2 separate regions of the Triticum aestivum genome follow, and region 2 is linked to region 1. The links are chromatin contacts, called in public Hi-C maps. All regions are on one chromosome and are shown on one strand. Each heading gives the region's core, a stretch centred on a gene start, on an enhancer-like site or on the middle of the called end of the contact. The rest is flanking DNA. Distances are from core to core; before and after follow the strand shown.

Region 1 (7,041 bases), core at 4,092-6,591:
GCGTTTACAAGAAAGTGAGGGGGAGCTCTGTAGCATTTCTCATATTATATGTGGATGACATCCTATTCATGGGAAATGATATAGAACTTTTGGAAAGCATAAAGGCCTACTTGAATAAGTGTTTTTCAATGAAGGACCTTGGAGAAGCTGCTTACATATTAGGCATCAAGATCTATAGTGATAGATCGAGACGCCTCATGGGTCTTTCACAAAGCACATACCTTGATAAGATATTGAAGAAGTTCAATATCGATCAGTCCAAGAAAGGGTTCTTGCCTATATTGCAAGGTGTGAAATTGAGCTCGGCTCAAAGCCCGACCACGGCAGAAGATAGAGAAAAGATGAGTGTCATCCCCTATGCCTCAACCATAGGGTCTATTATGTATGCCATGCTGTGTACCAGACCTGATGTAAACCTTGCCGTAAGTTTGGTAGGAAGGTACCAAAGTAATCCCGGCATGGAACACCAGACAGCGGTCAAGAATATCCTGAAGTACCTGAAAAGGACTAAGGATATGTTTCTCATTTATGGAGGTGACGAAGAGCCCGTCGTAAAGGGTTACGTCGATGCTAGCTTCGACGCAGATCTGGATGACTCCAAGTCACAAACCAGATACGTGTATATTTTGAATGGTGGGGCAGTAAGCTGGTGCAGTTGTAAGCAAAGCATCGTGGCGGGATCTACATGTGAAGCGGAGTACATGGTAGCCTCGGAGGCGGTGCATGAAGCAATCTGGATGAAGGAGTTCATTACCGACCTAGGAGTTATTCCCAATGCGCCGGGCCCGATGACTCTCTTCTGTGATAACACTGGAGCTATTGCCCTTGCCAAGGAGCCCAGGTTTCACAAGAAGACCAGACACATCAAGCGTCACTTCAACTCCATTCGTGAAAATGTTCAAGATGGAGACATAGATATTTGTAAAGTGCATACGGATCTGAATGTCGCAGATCCGTTGACTAAACCTCTTCCACAAGCAAAACATGATCAACACCAGAACTCTATGGGTGTTCGATCATCACAATGCAACTAGATTATTGACTCTAGTGCAAGTGGGAGACTGTTGGAAATATGCCCTAGAGGCAATAATAAATGGTTATTATTATATTTCCTTGTTCATGATAATTGTCTATTGTTCATGCTATAATTGTATTGACAGGAAACCGTAATACATGTGTGATTACATAGACCACAACAAGTCCCTAGTGAGCCTCTAGTTGACTAGCTCGTTGATCAACAGATGGTCATGGTTTCCTGACTATGGACATTGGATGTCATTGATAACGGGATCACATCATTAGGAGAATGATGTGATGGACAAGACCCAATCCTAAGCATAGCACAAGATCGTGTAGTTCGTTTGCTAAAGCTTTTCTACTGTCAAGTATCATTTCCTTAGACCATGAGATCGTCCAACTCCCGGATACCGTAGGAATGCTTTGGGTGTACCAAACGTCACAACGTAACTGGGTGGCTATAAAGGTGCACTACAGGTATCTCCGAAAGTGTTCGTTGGGTTGGCACGAATCGGGACTGGGATTTGTCACTCCGTATGACAGAGAGGTATCTCTGGGCCCACTCGATAGTGCATCATTATAATGAGCTCAATGTGACTAAGTAGTTGGTCACGGGATCATGCATTACGGCACAAGTAAAGTGACTGCTGGTAATGAGATTGAACGAGGTATTGGGATACCGATGATCGAATCTTGGGCAAGTAACGTACCGATTGACAAAGGGAATTGTATACGGGATTGCTTGAATCCTCGACATCGTGGTTCATCCGATGAGATCATCGTGGAACATGTGGGAGCCAACATGGGTATCCAGATCCCGCTGTTGGTTATTGGCCAGAGAGCTGTCTTGGTCATGTCTGCATGATTCCCGAACCCGTAGGGTCTACACACTTAAGGTTCAATGACGATAGGGTTATAAGGAAGATTTGTATGTGATTACCGAATGTTGTTAGGAGTCCTAGATGAGATCCCGGACGTCACGAGGAGTTCCGGAATGGTCCGGAGGTGAAGATTTATATATGGGAAGTCATCATACGGTCACCGAAAATATTCGGGGGTATACCAGTATTGTACCGGGACCACCGGAGGGGTTCTGGGGGTCCACCGGGAGGGTCCACCTGCCCCGGAGGGCCTTATGGGCTATAGGTGGAAGGGAACCAGCCCCAAGTGGGTTGGGCGCCACCCCCTAGGGCCCATGCGCCTAGGGTTGGGGGGAACCCTAAAGGGGGCGCCCCCCTTGGCTTGGGGGGCAAGCCCCCTTCCCCCTTGGCCGCCGCCCCCTCTAGATTCCATCTAGAGGGGTCGGACCCCTTCCCCTTCTTCCTATAAATAGAGGGGTGGAGGGAGGGGTGCAGCACCACATCCAAGGCGCAGCCCCTCCCCTCCCCAACACCTCTCCTCCTCCACAAGAGCTTGGCGAAGCCCTGTCGGAGAACTGCTACTCCATCACCACCACGCCGTCGTGCTGCTGCTGGAGCCTTCTTCCTCAACCTCTCCCTCCTCCTTGCTAGATCAAGGCGCGGGAGACGTCACCGGGCTGCACGTGTGTTGAACGCGGAGGTGCCGTTGTTCGGCGCTATGATCGGAATCCACTGTGATCTGAATCGCTACGAGTACGACTACTTCATCCGCGTTCTTGTAATGCTTCCATCTCGCGATCTTCAAGAGTATGAAGATGCACTCCCCTCTCTCTCTCCTTGCTAGTTACTCCATAGATTGATCTTGGTGATGCGTAGAATTTTTTTAATTTCTGCAACGATCCCCAACATTCTTGCAACCCTTTAGTTTCGAAATTCTTATGCCTCTTGCAATATCTATCTTCCCTATTTGGTGCATACTTGCAAACCCAATACACTCCACAAAAATCGACATGCTTATAAGAGATATTTCCATCATGACTAGTGCAATCAACATTAGTACTATGGATATTCAAAGAGTTCACACTAACAACATTGCAATCATGCTCATCATTCAAAGATTTAGTGCCAAACATTTTATAGACTTCTTCTTCTAGCACTTGAGCACAATTTTCCTGTTCATCATACTTACGAAAGATATTAAAAAGATGAAGCGTATGAGACAAACTCAATTCCATTTTTTTTATAAACTAAACTAGTGATAAAACAAGAACAAAAAGATTCGATTGCAAGATCTAAAGATATACCTTCAAGCACTCACCTTCCCGGCAACGGTGCCAGAAAAGAGCTTGATGTCTACTACGCAACCTTCTTCTTGTAGACGTTGTTGGGCCTCCAAGTGCAGAGGTTTGTAGGACAATAGCAATTTTCTCTCAAGTGGATGACCTAAGGTTTATCAATCCGTGGGAGGCGTAGGATGAAGATGGTCTCTCTCAAACAACCCTGCAATCAAATACAAGAAATCTCTTGTGTCCCCAACACACCCAATACAATGGCAAATTGTATAGGTGCACTAGTTCGGCGAAGAGATGATAATATGAGACGGGCATGGGAGGTGGCAGGGCGTTGTGTCCCATATGGGCCGGTTCATCTCTCATGTTCTACTCTTCCTAGCCGGAGTCCACACCTCCACTTTACGGGTCTTGAACCCCGCCGCCGTTCATGGAGACGGTGGATGGAGGACGTGGTCGCGGATGCGGAATACAAAGGAAGTGGATGGCCACCGCCGGCATATGATAGGTTTAGGGTCGAAATGTTTTTTGTTCTCAATGTTTAAAATATAATGAAAATCCGTGTTTGCATGAATGTCGTCCGATTTATATGAAATACGCCGAGTTGCATGAATTTCTTCTGGTTAGTTCAAATAGTTTTTGAAATGTATGTGGGCAGCGTTGGATGGTAGCCTCCGGCATTAGTGTCCGCAGACTGGTCTCCCTGTCCGCGGATGGGTGCCGGGGCAAATTTGCGGGTCGGCGTTGGAGATGCCCTTGTGTGGTTTTCAAACACTGTATGCATCGCTATGTACTAGTATTTTTTTAAAATAACTAAAGCATTGTATTGATAGCAACTTTCTCGATCAAGCCAACTTACAAAGTTTAGATGGTTATGTTCCTTGTGGTGAAACCAATCCATCATAATTCAAGTTCTGAACTTGGCAAGTTGGCAATGGTGCTCGTACTCTCTGAATTTATTATAGGTCTTCCCGTGATGTGCGCTCAATAGGAGGGACGTTCCGTAGACTACGAAGGCATCTACGGCGACTTCGTAAATCTTAAGATGATACGCCGGCTAAGTCTTTCGAAGATGCTCGTAGAAACAGGTGTGCGTGCGTGCATGCATTCACAGGGGGAGCGTGTGTGTGTGCGTAGTATGAGCGTCTACATTTGTACTTCCTCCGTCCGGGTTTATTGGCCGGGAGACCGCTTCTCTTGGACCAAGGCACATGATAATTTGCTCACGTTAATTATTTCATCCCACTTCCAATGCACTCTTTCACATTCTAGCTCCCATGTGCAGCAAATGAAAAGAATGCATGCAACGTACTCCCTCCGTTCCTAAATATAAGTATTTATAGAGATTCCACTATGGACTACATACGGGGCAAAGTAAGTGCATATACACTCTAAAATGCATCTATATACATCCGTACGTGGTTTATAGTGAAACATATACAAAGACTTATATTTAAGAACGGAGGGAGTATTTATTTTTCTGCCATGAAACTAGCAACAATGCCTCTCGCTACAACCAATAAAATGGCTCTAAAGCAAGGCCATATAAAAACGGCCATGCTTGTGATGCTTTTAGGCCCGATAAGCCCGGATAGAGGGAGTACTGTGTTAAAAAAAAAGGTTTTCCCGGCAAAGAAAACTTGATAGCTAGCCAATAGCGTTGGTGGTACAGATCGATAGGCGTGGTAGGATATCAGTCTCTACCGATACCACGATAAGCGAATCAAATCACGAGATCACATGGCGGAGAGCCGGAGTACGGACGAAGATAATGAAGCCACCCACCACCCGGAGGGACCCACGCCCGCCATTGTCGCGCCTAAACGTCGACCGGCCGGGCACAAGAAGAGGTGGCGTCATGAACGCGAGCGCCGAGGCCCGGAGCACGCACCATCGGTGGCGGAAGCAATACGAGCCGTCCTGGTCGCGGCGCCTAACACGAGAGATCGAGACGGCGCGCAAGTTGCACCGGTCGCCGTCTGATCAATCCGGGCCGCGATTGGTGCGTCGCCGGCCTCGAAGCCGACGGCCTCTATCGGCATTCTGAGCACCGTCCACGTCGCTTTCGGGGGCTTTTGGATCTCGGCGCGACGAAGACGAAGAGGACAGGGCGGTATCGCCGGGACCGTGCGTTCCTGCAATGATATTTTGTTCTGCCTGTTTTTTTACCGGCCAGGCCTGTTCATTTGTGCGCGCGTAGAGATCACAGATCTGTCCTGTGCTCTTTTGATTTGTCGTGAGCTTCACGAGAGAGAGCGCCGGATGTCGACGAAATGGCCGTACTATAGCTACGGCTTGGTAGGCCACTGTTGGTCGTCACATGGTGGTGCAGGTGCGTGCGTGGCCCGGGCGGGACTCGGGGAGGCAGGCATGCATGGGCCCAGATGGTACGAGAGGCAGTTGGCATCGGGGAGCTAGCTATATCTGCGCAACAGATTCTCAAAAAAAAAAAAAAAGCTATGTGCGCAACATATATAATAATCGTCGCCTCGCCATGTTACTGGACTCCAGCTGGAGCAATGGTTTCCATGCAGCATATGCCCCATCTCTCTGCTCACTGTTTATGTAGTACATTGCCCATCTTATAGGGAAAAGTCAGCTATTTGTGGCAAACCTCACAGCTCAGGATCGAGCTTAGGTCCGGGGCGTCAACATATGATCTACGTACAGCGAAAGTTACGTCTGAAACCAACCCCGTAAGGGCATGTACAATACATAGCCTCAAGGTGATGTCTCGCATGCCATGTAGGATCGGATATAACGAAAAGTAGGTTCGGACAGGGAAGCTTACCGTAGAAAACGACGTTTAATCTTGCAGTCCGGTATATACATTCATTCATTCATGTTTGGCAACTGCACGCATGGGCCAGGAGGTGAGCAAAAAGAGCAGTGTGGTACCACCCTTTCCGTGTGGTCCGGTCCGTGGACGGCAGATCACCGCTGGCCGCGCGCCCTGTACTCAGTGGGGTCGGGTCGGGGCACGCCGAATGATTCGACGGAACGTGCCTGTTCGCTCGGACGGCCCCTGCCACGCTCATCACATGGGAGTAAACTAGCAGGGGTGCTACAGCCTTCGTCGTCTCGTGTGATGTGAAACACACGAAGCGTTATTTTTTCCGTTTCAAGATTGCACGTGGTTGGGATGGGTCGCCCAACTGAAAGCGTTGCCCGCACGAGATGTTAAACTATTTTTAGTACGAGTCGATTTTTGATAGTATTAATACTTTAGACTCCGGGTCGTAGGAATTGGAATTGGAGCACATGCCTACGGACCCGTCCGCCGGGATCGGACTATCGACGTCGGCCACTACTCAGCCAGCTCGGCGGACTCCGGGCCGGCGAAATGCTGGAGGGTGGAAGCAACTCCCAAAACAGACCAAACACTTCCCATGCGGTGCTCTTATAGGGCGCCTTCAGTGCCGGACAGAGGGACTGGCAACCACGCGTCCGCGAGCTGGGCTGGCCCAAATTGCCTCGTTTGCTTGTCCCACATCGCCTGGTCCACTCGATCGCGGTTGACTGGTTGACGGTTCACAAGTTGAGTGCTCAACCGCTTCTTGATTTGTGCATGTCATCCATTCGAAGGGGTCATGCTAATCTTCTCTATATCGTTTCAATTTTATTGAATGCCCCCAAAGAGTCAAGTGGTCAACTGTTGATCTTTGAAAAACTAAGATTTTTAATATATATATATATATATATATATATATATAGGAAAAGTAAAAATAATAAAAAATGTCATGAATTAAAAAATGTTCACAAATTTTGAAAGAGAGTTCACAAGCTTCAAAAAAGTTCATCATTTTGAAATTAAGTTCATTGACTTTGAAAAAAATCATCGAATTTGAAAAGGCTCGTTGAATTTGAGAAAAAAG
Region 2 (6,759 bases), core at 804-3,303, 270 kb before region 1:
ATAGATAGTACATAAACTTGAGTTCACAACACCTCGTTGCTAACGACAAGGGTTAAACTAGACGACCAAGACGAGAGAAATGACTCTTCTCATCTCAACTTGGCTCCTCTACGGCTGTATCTCGCCCATGACTCGGCCACGACCTCCGGCACCACCTTCCTCTCGGCCAAGGAGGACATCACCTTCGCCCTCGTCACCTTCTTCACCAGGAGCCGCCACGTCTTGTCCGCCTTCCCCGTCTGCGCCTTGGCCTTGAAATGGCTGCGAAAATCAGCCAACCACGGTGAAACGTTAGATCTCACTTCGTCACCAGACGTAAAAAAACAGCTATTAGGCGTGCGTCAGATCCGTCATGTGCGTTTGCATGGCGCTCTATTGGCGGCGTTCCCGTGGCCGTCCAAGTCGCTTTCATGCAAGAGGACGAAAGCCAGTACGTCCAATTTCTTCCTTGTATATTGTCAAGTACGAACCGATTTCCTTTCGCGGAAAGGGCGCCGGGCACCGATCGATCTCGCCAGCCTGGTTCTTGGCTGCCGATCTACCGCGCGTTTGCGGAAAGCGCCACGTTTGATGGAAAGCGTGTTTCTCCCGAATGCGTTTTCTCACCTGCAGAGCGGCACGCGGCAGGCCCGGTCCGGCCGGTCGCAGACGGAGGCGTGGAGCCGGAAGAGCTGCAGCATGCGCTTGCACCGCGCGCACCCACCGGGCGCCATCTTTTTCGGGCACGTCGCGAAGTGCCGCATCAGCACCTGCAGGCCCCGGCACGTGCACCCTGCCCTCGCGCACGGCGCGTCCGCGTCCGCGCAGCCGGCCTTGGCGCCGGAGTCGCCGGGGAAGATGTGCTCGAGGGAGGCCATGGCCTCGCCCAGCTGCCGGCACGCCTCCTGCGCGGCCCGCTCGCGCGCCCACCGCTCATTCCGCTGGTCGGCGTCCTCGAGGAGCGTGAGGAGCTCGAGCTCCAGCGCGGCGTCGTGGCGCCGCGCGAAGCGCCACCCGTCGGACTGCTCCACGGAGGCGAACTCCTTGGCCGCGAGGCGCGCGCACCGCATGTACAGCCGCGGCGCGTCGCAGAGCCTCGCCAGCTTCAGCATGTCCACGGCGCGCTCCGGCGTCAGGCGCGCCGACACGGCCGCCTCCGCCGCCCGCTTCAGCCACCCCACCCGGTACGCGTGCGCCAGCGCCAGCAGCTGCGCCCAGTTGGCGCCCACCGCCTCCTCCTCCGCGGGCACCACCTTGGACTTGGAGGAGTAGAGGAAGTGGATGAAGGCGTGGACGGCGTCGAAGGAGACGCCGAGGACGGGGATGGTGCACTCGGCGCCCCACCCGCGCTGCGCCCTGTCGATCATCCGCTCCAGCACCGGCGACGCCGAGGCCTGCATATCGCCGCCCGATTTGGAATTAGCCAACGATTCAACAACAACGCACAAGGCAAGATCCACCGCATAAATCAATCAAATAAGCGGCAGAGCGGCTTACAAGAACGTAGGAATGCGCGGCGATGCTCTGCCCGTCCGACGTCACGACTCGCATGTCCGCCGGCGACGCCCGGTAGGAATCGAAGCCCGCGCAGATCGTCATAGAATGATCGCTTCCAAACTCCAGCTAGCTAGTCCCCTCGTGAAGCCCCCGGATTCTCCTGGTGTCAACAAGGGCAACGGGATGCGTAGCGAAGCACCAAAGCGCCGAGAAACCCAAGAAACGGAGCAGATGGATCTCGGGGCGATGTGGAAAGAGAATGAGAGGAAGTCTCGAGCTCAGCGACAGCTATATAGTGTCGTGGACAAAGGTAGCCGACGACGACGTGTAGCACAGTGCGTGCACAGCTATCGTCAACTGAGGGCAACGGGAACAACGGGACGGGATGATCATTGGGAGCGGGCCGCGTTGTTCTGGACGGACGGAAATACTAATTAGCTAATCGCCGTTGATGCGTCGAGGCTGATGAGGATTTGACTCCAGAGGAGAGGATCTGAGTCAGAGAGGTGATCTCGGGGGCCGCCGACGGAGGGAAACCACCGGCAGTGGTTGAAGCAGGCGGAGCCGACGACCCCGATCGGACCACGTAGGCGCTTCGTGCGCCACCAGTTTAGGTGCGGAAAAGGGAACGGAGCTGTTGGGCGTTGGCGGCGTTTTGTTACTTTTTGGGTGTGGAGTTCAATTTTTTTAAAGGTTTTGGGTGTGGAGTTGATGACACGGATCCACGTTTTGTTTCTTCATATTTAATTTGTTTATAAGGATTCATTCATACCAAACGCGGTATTGATCGGAATTCGGAAGCTGTTAATTGTTATTGCCAACTTTCTTGGAGACGGAACTTTATCTTCATACTACATACGCAGACGTGATTGCGCAATGTTTTCTTTTCTCAGGCCACATGCTAATGCGTTTAAATACGATACTTGTATAGTGTTGGTATATTATGGCCTAGTGTAACTTTTGAGATGTTAATAATAGTGGGGCCCATCTTTTCTTTGGTACTCCTCTATACGGCAATAGCTGGCGAACGTTCCCAGGAAGGCACTCCCGGAGCGAACGAAACGTTAGTTGGGGAAGGCTCCATCCACCGAACCGGCATCCCTCTGTCGTATATTCGCTGTAGTGCGATTGTAGCATGACCACAGTTTGGCCCATGTATTGCACATGAAAAAAAGGCAGGCTCAATTAGTTCATTTTTTGGAAAAAAAATGCCATCAACAAAAAAAAAACATAAAATAAGATAAATGGGCTTTGCTAGACCTACGTAAATTTTGGTACAAAAGTTTCTTTTAACCGAATTTTGGTACAAAAGTTACTAAAGGGTGATGTGGGCTGGTTTGATAGGATTGCACCAGACCCCACCCTGAAAATGTGTGTGTGGGGGGGGGGGGGGGGGGGGGGGGGGGGGGGGGGGAGGGGGGAGGGGGAGATCAGTGGGATGAGGGAAGGAGACCTCGTTTTTTGTTGTACGTGTAGCATTTTTGAGGACAAATTTACAATTGGCATGTTGTAAACATATAAAAACAAATGCCATGTTGTACTCTATAAAACTACCATCCTCTGATTTAAAATTTTACCGTGGTATATTCAATGAATATTCCAAGGTAGCTACAATAATAAAATTGGCATGCTCTAATTTAGGACATGTATATAATGTATATATTAGGGAAATTTGCCAAGTTCGGGTAATTGCATATCGAAGGATACATGTAAAACACGTTTTGTTTCTTCATATTCAATTTGTTTATTTATAATCGGATTCATTCATACCAAACGCGGTATTGATCGGAATTCGGAAGTTCTTAATTGTTATTGCCTACTCTCTTAAATACTATACTCGTATAGTGTTGGTATATTATGGCCTAGTGTAACTTTTGAGATGTTAATAATAGTGGGGCCCAACTTTTCTTTGGTACTCCTTTATACGGCAATAGCTGGCAAACATTCCCAGGGAAGGCACCCCCGGAGCGAACAAAACGTTAGTTGGGGAAGGATCCATCCACCGAACCGGCGTCCCTCTGTCGTATGTTCGGTGTAGTGCAATTGCAGCGTGACAGCAGGTTGGCCCATGTAACACGCATGAAAAGAAAAAGGTATTCTCAATTAGCTCATTTTTTGAAAAGAAAATTGCCATCCACAAAAAAAAAAATCTGACATAAAAATAAGAGACACATAATTTACAATTGGCATGGTGTAAACATATAAAAACAAATGCCATGCTATATTCTATAATACTACCATCCTCTGATTTAAAATTTTACCATGGTATATTCAATGAATGTGCCAAGGTATCTACAATAAAAAATTGACATGCTCTAATTTAGGACATGTATATAACGTAAATATTAGGAAAATTTGCCAAGTTCGGGTAATTGCATATTGAAGGATACATGTAAAACACATGGGGGGTGGGTGGGGGGGGGGGGGCGGATTTGCCAACAATTAGTACTAGTGAAAATTTCCCAGCATGCCATTGTGAGTAATACAAATGGATTCCTACAAATTTGCCATCAGTAATGTATGTAATTTGCCATGTTCTAGAGAACACAACATCCGTAAAATTTCCATGTGACCAGTTCACTTAATTTCACAAATTGTCATGTTCTATAGATCGAAATTTATAAAATTGCCATGTGACAGCCAAAATTTCTCTAAAACATGGTAAAATGTAGGATTTCTTTGAAATTATTAGGAAAAACTGCCAAGTTCAGGTAATTGGATATTGAAGGATACATGTAAAACACATAAGGGGGGGGGGTGAAAATTTCCCTCTTGGGGAGGGTGTCTAACCTTGATTAACGCCATCCTAGCATCCATCCCATGCTACTTTATGTCGCGTTTCCTTTGGCCTAAAGTGTCGCTAGAGCTTTTGACAAAGATTTTGAGGGTCTTCCTCTGGCAAGGTTCCAATTCAGCCAAGGGAGGGCAGTGCCTGGTAGCATGGGAAACAACCTAAGCAAGCAAGAGGGCAGCCTTGGGATCAGGGACCTAGAGGCTCATAACAGATCCACGATCTGCAAGTTTGCAGCTAAGATTCTATGGGGCAGTGAGGTCCCTTGTTTCCAATGGTTTGGCGCAAGATACTGTCAACAATCCATCCCACTAAAGAGTAATAACAAAGACACAATGATCTGGAAGTGCATCAAATCCTTGATTCCAACACTTCTCCAAGGCACCAAATGCAGGACTGGAAGCGAGTCACACATTTCTTTCTAGCACGATGAATGGACGGGGTGCGATAGGCTATTTCTCTTGCACCCCACTCTGTTCTCCTTTACCAAAGACAAAGGCTGCAATGTTGCCTCGCAAGATGTCAATGATAGGTGACTCATCCAATTGCTACCTAACCTGACCCCATTGCCATTCGAGAGCTCCTCTCTTTGATGGCATGCCTACAGGGTATGACATGCAACTAGAAGTTTTCGACCGCGGATACTCATATATTCAAGGCTCTAACTCAAACACTTCATTTTTCTATAGCCTACTTGCTTTCATAGGTGTTACTTGGCAGTTTTTAGACTTTGCCTAGGACCCTATCATCCCGTTCAAGCATAAAGTTTTCTTATGGCTTACTCTCAAAGACCGTCTCAACACCAGGAGACATGGTTAACAAGAATTTGCACAAGGTTACTTCTCATGACGGTTGTATGTGTGTCAGGCCACAGAAACAACCTCGCATATCATCCTTAGATGCCGGGCAACCTCCTTTATTTGGGAGAAGATAGGGATGGCCAGTACAACCTCATCATCCACGGACATTTCAAATTTTGTGCAGCACAACTCTACTGCCTAGAGGTTTGGAAGATGATGGAACATCTTCTTCACAATTGTGGTTGTTGCCATTTGGAGAGCGTGTAATGCAAGAACTTTTGAAAGCAATTAGTGGCCAGTTACATATGTGGCACAATATGCTCCTGAGCTTTCTGCTGATATGTAGTTATCGTGCCAAACTACAAAATGAGAAAGAGATCCTTCATCATTGGGCCAGAAGACTCAATTCATAAGTTCACTTAGTTAGTCACTTTCGCCTTTCTCTCCCTCAGTCTATGCCTGAGGGCTTGATACATCCCAAACGTATTTACTTTTCCAAACACTTTTGCTCTTGTTTTGGACTCGAATTTGCATGATTCGAATGGAACAAACCTAGACTGATGCTGTTTTCAGCAGAATTGCCATGGTGTTATTTTCCTGCAGAAATAAAAGTCTTAGATTGAGCTGAAAATTTACGAAGAATATTTCGAGAATGTATAAAAACATATTGGCAAAGAGAACTACTAGAGGGGGGCCACCCAGGAGCCACAAGGTCAGGGGCGAGCCCAACCCCCTAGGGCGCGCCATGTGAGATTGTGGGCCCCTCGAGCCTCAGTTTGCCCTAAGACAAACTCTATAAGTATTGTCTCGCAGAAAAAAAATCTGAGGGACGGAATCATCGCGTTTTACGATACAGATCCGATGCCACCTCTTGTTCTTGGTCGGGAGGGCTGATATGGAGTCCGTTCGGGGCTCCGGAGGGTGGAATTTGATGACCCACAAGTATAGGGGATCAATCGTAGTCCTTTAGATAAGTAAGAGTGTTGGACCCAACGAGGAGCAGAAGGAAACGACAAGCGGTTTTCAGCAAGGTATTATCTGCAGGCACTGAAATTGTAAGTAACAGATAGTTTGATAGCAAGATAATTTGTAATGAGCAAATAGTAGTAATGGTAACAAAGGTGCAACAAAGTAGCCCAATCCTTTTTGTAGCAAAGGTCAGGCTGGAATGGTCTCTTATAATAAGCAAAGCGTTCTTGAGGACATACGAGAATTTCATCTAGTCACTTTCATCATGTTTGTTTGATTCGCCTTCGTTACTTTGATAATTTGATATGTGGGTAGACCGATGCTTGGATGTTGTGCTTAGTTGAACAAGCCTTCCACTTATGATTATCCAATCTCTCAAGCATCTGCAACTACGAAAGAATGCTAACAGTTGGAATTCTGGACTGGAAAATGAGAAAATATTAGAGACCTATTATGCACAACTCCAAAAGTCCTAAAACTTTACGGAGAGTCATTTTGGAAGTAATAAAAATATTGGGTGAAGAAAGCACCAGAGGGGGGCCACTAGCCATATACAAGGGTGGGGGCGCGCCCCCTGTCTTGTGGGCCCCCTGTCAGGCCTTCGGTGCCCATATTCTGCTATATGGTGTGTTTTGACCTAGAAAAAAATAGAAGGAAGCTTTTGGGACGAAGCATCACCGTCTCGAGGCAAAACTTGGGCAGAACCAATCTAGGGCTTCGGTG

Evidence for each region. Hi-C and Micro-C count contacts between places; a contact is called where the count stands out from the background.
Region 2: a Hi-C map of leaf shows a contact between it and region 1, with 10 times the contacts expected there. The contact joins the promoter of LOC123045781 here to the enhancer-like site in region 1. A contact is called at or near these places in 4 of 5 Hi-C or Micro-C datasets (leaf and root) and 1 of 1 datasets of contacts at active chromatin or transcription factors (leaf).

What each region holds. Positions count from the first base shown.
Region 1 is chr2B:520,644,406-520,651,446 of IWGSC CS RefSeq v2.1, reverse strand. It overlaps the pseudogene LOC123047734. Among protein-coding and RNA genes, the nearest start is that of LOC123045780, 11 kb to the right of the region's middle. Within about 2 kb of position 5,341, at least 7 of the 8 cell types and tissues checked have an H3K27ac peak or open chromatin away from gene starts, as enhancers often do. A contact at or near this core is called in leaf and root, where this site is marked.
Region 2 is chr2B:520,915,055-520,921,813 of IWGSC CS RefSeq v2.1, reverse strand. It overlaps LOC123045781 (BTB/POZ and TAZ domain-containing protein 2), which reads right to left and starts at 2,053. Exons shown (of 3, transcript XM_044468956.1): 1 at 1,477-2,053; 2 at 607-1,373; 3 at 1-261. The coding sequence starts at 1,578. The coding sequence ends at 90.